Regions from separate parts of the Zea mays genome. Here region 1 is linked to region 2. The links are chromatin contacts, called in public Hi-C maps. All regions are on one chromosome and are shown on one strand. Each heading gives the region's core, a stretch centred on a gene start, on an enhancer-like site or on the middle of the called end of the contact. The rest is flanking DNA. Distances are from core to core; before and after follow the strand shown.

Region 1 (4,677 bases), core at 1,312-3,811, 310 kb after region 2:
GCGCAGTGGAATAGGGAGTGTGGGCTGTGCGGATGGCATCCACTGATGGGCCAGATACGTGGGATTGGGCCCAATATGCCATTCCCTTTTCTTTTATCCTTTTTATTTTCTGTTTTTGTTTTCCTTTTTTTATTTCCAAATCTAAAACTTGAATTCAGATTTCTCCACAAGATTTGTGCTCAAGTTAATCATTCAATTTGAATATATCAATGTGGGGTCCATTTATTTATTTATGGATTTATTTTGGTGTCTCATAATATTTATTTCTTCTTTTCTATTTAAACCCCAAATTCAAATCTAGGGTTTAATCTAAATCTTCTACTCATTATAATATATATATATATATTATCCATGTTACTATTGTTTTAAATGCACAAACAAACAAAAATCCAATGTGATGCAATAGTTTATTTGTGTCTTATTAAGGTTTTACTTTTTTTACATGAGTAGTCACATGTGATGATAAATAGAGATGCACACACATATATAAAGGGAAACAATTGCTCCTTTTATTCTTCCTTACAATTTGGGTATTACAACCTAACACCTTGGAATCGTGTATACTGATAGATTTGCATGTTCTTATCATGTAGCATTGCAAGTAACTAACATGACCATCTTACAATTCACTCCCATGTTTGTCCGTTGGATTGATATTCAGATGCTGCTGCTTTGTTTTCAAGACTCGGTTCAGCTGCTGATAAGTGCAATGCCATCAATAGCCAATGCAAGGTAATCTTTTTTTCTAACTAATAACTGAAATTGCTTATATATTATTCAAAAACTACATGTGTATTAATGAATTGATCATTTTAAAAATTAGCGCATTATATTTGTATCTTTCAGCTTTATCTGTGATCATGTCTTGAAAACAAAATTGCTTAGTCATTTATGTCTTGAACACAAAACTTGTCTGATTCAAAATTTGTTTCTGGCATTCAGGCCTATCTCAGTGCGATCATCATCTATCTTTACACACATGATTTTCAGCAAGCTCAAAAATGCTACAATGACTGCTTAGAGTAAGTTGTACATTGGTGGATTTTGTATAACAATATTTGTGCCATGTGCTATTTTGCCCCCATCAAACCATGAAGAGTAAAGTAAAGTCGTTTAATAGGGTTCAAGCCTTCCTCAATAGCGACCAGAATCGATGTGCAATGAAGCTATTGTCTGCTTATGAGGAAGATGATGCTAAAGAAATCAAACGCATTGCTCAATCAAGTGCCTTCAATCACCTTGACCATGTGGCAAAATCTCAGGTTGGAGAAAAAATCATGGTTAAAGTAGTGTTCATTTCAATCTCCATGTTGTCTGCGTAAGTGTACAACATTTCTGGTATCCACCCCATCCTCATCACACGCAAGTTCATACGTCCCTAATTACATAAATACTATTTTTTGAATGTCAGCTTCAATTTAAATGCAGAGAATGATAGGTCGAAGTAATATCTTTGTGATAATCTGGTTCCAGTTAATGAATTTGTAAGATCTCATATTTGTAGTTTCTAAAAGTTTTGTTCAGCAATCTCTGGTCCTTGCATGAAAAGTGAATTAGCATCAAGTTTTGATCAGTTTTGTGTTTCTCTTACAATGTTTGGAATTGTGATTCTAAAATATAGAGCTTGGGCCCTTGGCAAATAATAGTTTGGTAAGTGCGCAGTCTACAACTTAGCCTTATACTTCTGATTTTGTTTGCATATTGTTTCCGAAATGGGAAAAGAAAGGCCAAAGGTTATCTAATGCAGCAGCCTTATACGAGTCATTCAAAGCTTAGGAAGAAGACTCCAGGAGCAGCTTTAAGAAACAAGAAAGAAATTATCAGTGTCGTGTGCCAGTCATCAGACAACTTTTTTGACCGCCAACTCCAAGCGATCTGACAGATTATTGTATAATTGCGCCGTTGGAATTGTGTCTATGGTCTGTAGCCTGTTCGGCGTGACTCAAAATATAAACCTTTGGATATACATGCAACAGTCTTCAAGCTGTTATGTAGTAGTTCAATTGTTTTGTTCATTATGGCTTATCAAAACAAGATCTAAATTTTATCTGTTATTAAACTTCAGAACATGTGTATATATAGTTGTTTTGGCTAAACATTATCACCATGATTTTATTATACTTCTTTATACTGCTGAGATTGTGCATTTTGCCCGAATTTCAGATAAAACTTCTTGTAGATAACTGTTCTAATCTTGTGAGGATGCTAATATTTATATTTAACATTGTCATTATTTTTAATTTGATGAAAGTGCGTTCTATTTTTATGTTTGCAAGGTATGTAAACATTTCCTTTAGTGATATTAACAAAAATATAGAATAACAATTAGTGTTTTTGTATATCAATACATTTTTATCATATCAATTTCATAGTAACGCACAGACCTATACCTAGTAAATATATATGTTAGCTGGCTCTCTCGTAAGGTTATGATATAAATGGAGCGGATCTGCCCCGCGGGCCGCTGGGGCATGGCCGGGTCGTGGCCCATATAGCGGTATTTGGTTTGGGCCAGGATATTCACATTCGCGTTTGGGGAGCTGGCGAGACCGTGAGGGCGAGGCTGCGCCTGCGCGCGAGCGAGCGGTGGCCGAGGGGCTGTGCGGCGGCGGGCAGCCGGCTGGGGCACTCGCGTAGGTGCATGTAGTACTCGCGCAGCGGCTCAGGCACGCACGGGGCTTGCTTTGGCGGTGCTGCTGCTAGGCGCTCGACGCCGGCGGCTCGTCACCTCGGCGGTGCGCTGGTGCTGGCGTGCTGCTGCTAGGCGCTAGCAGGGGCGCGAGGGTGCTGTGTTGCTGCTCGGCGCCTTAGAGATTGAAGTGACTCAGGTGAGGAACAGAGGATTAAGGTGAGGACTTTGTTTTGTATTGTACATTTGACACATTATGTTTTGTATCGTGTATATTTGTAGTTTTGCCATATTGAAATCGGCCCGGGGCGCTATTAAATCCTAGATCGGCCATAGGGCTTCTTACGCCGTTGTTGATGCTAAGGCGATGCTCTATGGCCAGTGGCTAGGCGAGGCCTGTTGCATCTTGCTCGTGTAAGCAAGCTGTTTGATGTAATACCTCAACGCATCTTCCTATTTGAACTGCATTCAGTTTCTTGCGTACCTGATGCCAGAGTTCATCAAGGGAACTTTGATGATCTTATCTTGCTTGCTAGTTTCATAGCACAAATGGATTTTCAGGCTTTAGATTCCTGCCAGTTTACATGCTCAAATTATTGTACTAAAGGCTGTAGCCATTTTGCTGTGCTCTTGTATTAGCACAATTATCCTTAAAAGATTGTTTTCTCTCCTCCCCCCTCAATCCTGCATTGTTTTGGTAACATGGTGCTACTCCGTTCACAGGTCAGACTAGCTAACATCAGAATGCCTCCTCCTGACCTCCTCCATCTCATCCACCTTCAGCTGCTCTATTTCTGCATTGTTGACGTGAGAGTTGGTCGACAGACTCTGATGCATTTGCCTTGCTATCATTATAGTTGTAGGTATGCAATGCAGACCTGTGGCGGGTCACATATAAAGAAGCAATGTTTTCCTCAATCCAAATATTTTTAGTTCATGTATTCTAAAACATGCCTTAAAATTCGGTACAACTGTTCATAATGGAAGCTGATACTCAGATACACAAGGGTGCTCCCCCCGATTTACTAATAACATAGAAAATACATGTAGTTCTTTCTGCGTCTGACAAGCACAGCTAAAGTTACATATAAACTAGGGACACATCTAATGCTTGGATGGAATTTCTGAGAAGATAGCATGAATCCGAGATATTCATATAGCAGCCAAAGTAACTTTTGAGGACAAATGTGCTTTCTTCCCAAAGGTGAACTTAGCAGTCAGAGCAGCAGCCTGTGGGCTGTTCCAAGGCCATGCATCGTTCAAGCAAGCAGATCATTAGCTAGTTTTGCTGTCATTTTACAGTTTTCGGTTGGCATTATTTTCTTCTCTATTTTATCAGCAGCTTCATCCTGACCTGGGTGCAAAGGGTTTAGTCGCTGGCATACTCACTGATGACATTTTAGTTGCTCCTTTGTTGTCGACAGATTAATTCAGCACGGTGCCCCCTACTAACTTGCTATCAGATCCAAGTCGCTGCAGAAGGGAGCAAACAAAGGGAGATGAAGCTCAGAGTCGTGTGCAGGAAGCTGTATGACTATGTGCGGTATGACCTCAAGGAGATAGCCTTCCCGTCGTCACTGCCGGACCCTCCTCACATCAAGAAGCGGCCCAAGCTCTCATGGCATGAACGCTGGTGCATCCTCAAGGAGGCCACCCGGCTGTACGGCGCGTCATGGGTCCGGGACATCGGCCCTGAGCTGAGGCCCAACGACTACAAGAAGGCAGCCGAGGACGTGGAGGAGCAGTCGTCCAATGGCAGCCACCCCAGCTCTGGTAGTGACAGGAAGGGGAAGGCGAGCAGCGAGCCAACTGTGCTGGAGGACCTCGCTGTCGCCGCTAGGGGTGGCGCAGAGACGCTGAAGCCTGCCCTGCGGCGGATTTACATGGCCCGCGCGTCCACGTACACCGACGCGATGAAGAATTTCGTGGAGACGTACCAGGAGGGGCTCAAGGACCAGCTGCAGGAGAAGGCTCATGGCGGAGAAGGTGGTGGTGGTGGTGGTCGTTATCATCATCAGGAGCAGAAGGAACATGGCAATGAGGATGAG
Region 2 (4,313 bases), core at 583-3,082:
AAGTGACCGCAGTCCCTTCGCCCCTCCACTGACTGACCTGACAGGAAAACAGCGCCGCCTGCACTGCTCCGACTGCTGTGCCACCCGCTAGGGTGAGGCTGACAGCAGCCAAGTCCAGCCTCGGGCGCCATAGGAAGCTCCGCCTCGCCCGACCCCAGGGCTCGGACTCAACCTCGACCCCGGAAGACGGTCTCCGCCTCGCCCGACCCCAGGGCTCGGACTCAACCTCGACCTCGGACGACGGTCTCCGCCTCGCCCGACCCTAGGGCTCGGACTCAACCTCGACCTCGGACGACGGTTTCCGCCTCGCCCGACCCTAGGGCTCGGACTCAGCCTCGACCCTAGATGACGGTCTCCGCCTCTCCCGACCCCAGGGCTCGGACTCAACCTCGACCTCGGACGACGGTCTCCGCCTCGCCCGACCCCAGGGCTCAGACTCAACCTCGACCTCGGACGACGGTCTCCGCCTCGCCCGACCCCAGGGCTCGGACTCAGCCTCGACCTCGGAGGAGCCTCCGCCTCGCCCGACCTTGGGCTTGGGCCGATCACGTCGCAGGGGGGTACATCATTACCCTACCCCTAGCTAGCTCAGGCTACGAGGAACAAGACCGGCGTCCCATCTGGCTCGCCCCGGTAAAACAAGTAATGATGACACCCCGCGTGCTCCATGACGATGGCGGTTCTCAGCCCCCTATGGAAGCAAGGAGACATCAGCAAGGTCCCAATAGCCCCGACAGCTGTGCTTCTACAGGGTTTAAGCGCTCCTCCGACGGCCACGACATCACATGAACAGGGCACCAACACCTCTCCAACAGCCACGTCGGCATGTACATAGGACTCTGACTCCTCTCTGCCAGACACGTTAGCACACTGCTACATCCCCATTGTACATCTGGGCCCTCTCCTTATGTCTATAAAAGGAAGGTCTAGGGCCCTCGTACGAGAAGGTAGCCTCGTGGGAGGACGGGCTGACGAACAGGCTCTCTCTCTCCCTCGCGAACGCTTGTAACCCCCTACTGCAAGCGCATCCGCCCTGGGCGCAGGACAACACGAGCCGCGGTTCCCCTTATTGCTTTTCCCCCTTGTGTTCCGTCTCGCGCCGACCCATCTAGGCTGGGACACGCAGCGACAATTTACTCGTCGGTCCAGGGACCCCCCGGGGTCGAAACGCCGACAATACGGTTTGTGATGGTCGTCAAACACCAAAATCGATTATACGAAATGGTTAAGCTTATTTCTCTTTCATTTATTCAAATATAACTATTATTTATTTCTAAACATTGAGATATATGTGATCTGGTGGTTAACCCCAAAATTTTGAAACACCAATAGTATCACCGGGTGCCCACATTAGATTTTTAATAGAGTAGTATAGATTTCAGTAATTCTTATAGATGCGCAAAAAATGCATGAATAGTATAAAATTAAATGATATAATATTAGCTTATACTATAAATATTATAGTCATCATATAATAAACTATGGTTTTAATAAATTATAAAAATAAAACACAAATAGGTAGATAGGCATGTACCATCTCGTTTTATGAATATTTATAATTTTTTCCGTTGCAACGCATTTACACATTGAGCAGTGCTATACGACCCGTACGAAAACAAAACAGACACTTCTACATTCGTCGAGGAGCTCGATCCAAATGGGCCGTTATCGAAACAGAAAAAGAATGCGCTTCTGTTTCCGGCCCAACAATCCATAGGATCGAGCCTGACACTCACCATGGCCCATTCAAATCCTAACCCTAGGTGGGTGCAGTGCAGGTCGTCGCAGCGCCGCTACGAGGGGGAGGGGATCGAACTCGAAGGAGAATTTCCATTCGACCCCATCCACTTCTCACCTCAATCTCGCGAGAAGCGAAGCCGGAGGAGGAGGGTGCGAGGAGATCGCGAGCAGCCGGAGCCGGAGCCGGAGCCGGAGGCCTAGTAGATGAAGACGTTCGATCCGTGGCCGGTCTTCTTCCGCCGGGAGTGGAAGCGCAATTGGCCCTTCCTCACGGGGTTCGCCATCACCGGCTTCATCATCACTAAGATGACGGCCAACTTCACCGAGGAGGACCTCAAGAACTCCAAGTTCGTCCAGGAGCACAAGAAGCGCTGACCAACCAGGTGAACCCCCCGATCAAGTCCGCTTCTAGATCTCGGCCGCCCTGGTTGACGCTTGTGTGCGATGCCCCTGCGCTAGGGGATGGGCGCAATGTTTCGGCGATCTGTTCCGGTGATGGGTGTCACTGGCGCTAGTGTTGCCACGCGGTTCATTTTTTCCCTTTAGACTACCCTTAGCTAGCCTGTATCGATCATAGTTCATAATACCTTCCGTTGATGCCATTGCTGTTAGAATTTGCCGATTGGAGTAGCACGGATGTTTCAGATAGATTTCCATCATCGAGATTTTTGCAATTTTGGCACTCTAATTGGGCTTCAGACTATTGGCATCGCGAAGACGACAATTGCTTTGCTGGCATTATAATCACACGCCCTTTGAACATTTCGCATCTCATAGTGCTGACTGCTGATCGTCATTTGTTGTTGTGTTCTACCCATTCTGCCCCTCGTTTTCTCCGTCTTCAAGTTTCGTTCACCATGCATGGGAGCTCACCCCAGGACAGAGACAAACATAAGATAAGACCTTCTGCTCGTGCAGTGGCGGATCTAGGATTGATCCAAGAGGTGGGCTACCAGGCTACTAATATATAGCTCAAAATAAATCGATATGAATTCTAAAAATACAATAATCAATACATACCGTTCGTGAGTCGTTCGTGAGTTGATGTTGTGAGGTAAATCTATCTTCTGAGTTCTTAAGTCTTAAAAATGCTTCAAATTCTTTTCATCTTTAATATCTACAAAGATATCCCCACAAACATAAAAATTTAATTTTTCTCAAATAACCTACTAAACTAACAAACAGGGACTCTCCCTCTAGCAAATAAATAATCAAATCAAACTACCAATACTTAGCAACTAGCAAACGGTTCAAATCAAAGCAGCTAGCACATGACACAACAGTATAGCACGGTTCACTTTTCAGTTTTCAGTTTTCACATTCACAGCTCCCTCGGTCAGAGCAGCAAAAGCAAGCGGAGGCGTGGAGCTGGCTAGCTGTTGATGGGAGGCCGATGCGGTGCCGAACTGCTGGACTGTCGAAGCCACCGACGGGAGGCCGACGCAGGAGCTAGCGAGCTGTTGATGCGGTGCTGAACTTCCAGAACCGTTGTGTCGCGCCCGCGAGGTCGCGATGGCGCGCACGAGCGTGCCCGCGATGGAGCGTCGCCGCACCGAGCGCCGGTGATGGAGAGCCTTGTCGTGGCGGCGATGGAGACCTTTGTCGTGGCGGCCGGGGGGCTGAGCGAGCGAGCGATGCCACGATGGAGCTGTGGATGACCTATTTTTTGTTGGACTTTGTGGGCCTGTTCGCTGAAGTTACTGGACTGCGACCGGGGCTGCAGCCCGGGCAGCCCTGGACGCAGATCCGCCCCTGTGCTCGTGTGCCCAGGCAGCGGAAATACCAACCTTGGCGCCGGTGCCAACCAACGCTCGCTGCCCATCGCTGAGCCGTCTCATTGGCCGTGACCCTCAGGCAGTGTAACCTATATGCGAAACATAACCAGTACCTGGTGAGCCGTCTCGTCTATCGTGGCAAAACTGGGGTGCTCAGCGACCGATCGGCCTTCAAGTACGGGTGGCACTAGTTCCACATCGATCCGCGAGGGCGGCGGCTGCTATGATGACAACCACGAAGAGTGGGAGCAGGAGTAGGAGGACGAAGAGTGGGAGCAGCGACTGCCATGATTGTCGACGCCTGCTTCTGGATTGGATTGTTCATCGTCTTAATCTGTCAGTAAGACGATCTCTGTTCTGAAATAGTCCGGTGTAATATATGCTGCTGCCTGGTGGGTTTGCAAGGTTTGTAATCAGATGAACAGCGTCCAAGATAAAGTTAGCAGCTCGTTCTTGATGTGCAGGAATCAAAATTGCTGTCACTGTCCCATGTGGCTGTGCTGTTGAACCGGTGGGCGGCAGCACGTCATCTCGCCTTGCAGCTGATCCCGGTCTAGCTAAGCAAGAATGGAATGTGTTTGATCTTGAGTTCTTGACGTCAGTAACTGGGGCATGTGAGTAAACACATCACATAGATAACTGGAGGGTTGCAGCTCCCATATGCATTGTATAGCAGTTAGGCTAACTAAGCCATGTAGCAATTAGCAACATATGTTCAAAGAAGGAGAAGGCACGCGGACGGAGGCACGCAACATTGCAGCAAGGGCAGGGAATGTGTGCATGGATAGAGGCAACTGC

Evidence for each region. Hi-C and Micro-C count contacts between places; a contact is called where the count stands out from the background.
Region 1: a Hi-C map of ear shows a contact between it and region 2, with 5 times the contacts expected there. The contact joins the promoter of LOC100193441 here to the promoter of LOC100278121 in region 2. A contact is called at or near these places in 6 of 25 Hi-C or Micro-C datasets (bundle sheath, ear, endosperm and 2 more) and 1 of 3 datasets of contacts at active chromatin or transcription factors (leaf).

What each region holds. Positions count from the first base shown.
Region 1 is chr6:44,620,613-44,625,289 of Zm-B73-REFERENCE-NAM-5.0, forward strand. It overlaps LOC100193441, which reads left to right and starts at 2,562. Exons shown (of 2, transcript NM_001138560.1): 1 at 2,562-2,828; 2 at 4,033-4,677. The coding sequence starts at 4,129. LOC118472177 (a long non-coding RNA gene) reads left to right here and starts at 677. Exons shown (of 3, transcript XR_004850118.1): 1 at 677-732; 2 at 943-1,022; 3 at 1,121-2,013.
Region 2 is chr6:44,308,714-44,313,026 of Zm-B73-REFERENCE-NAM-5.0, forward strand. LOC100278121 reads left to right here and starts at 1,833. Exons shown (of 2, transcript NM_001363950.1): 1 at 1,833-2,123. The coding sequence starts at 1,945. The coding sequence ends at 2,115.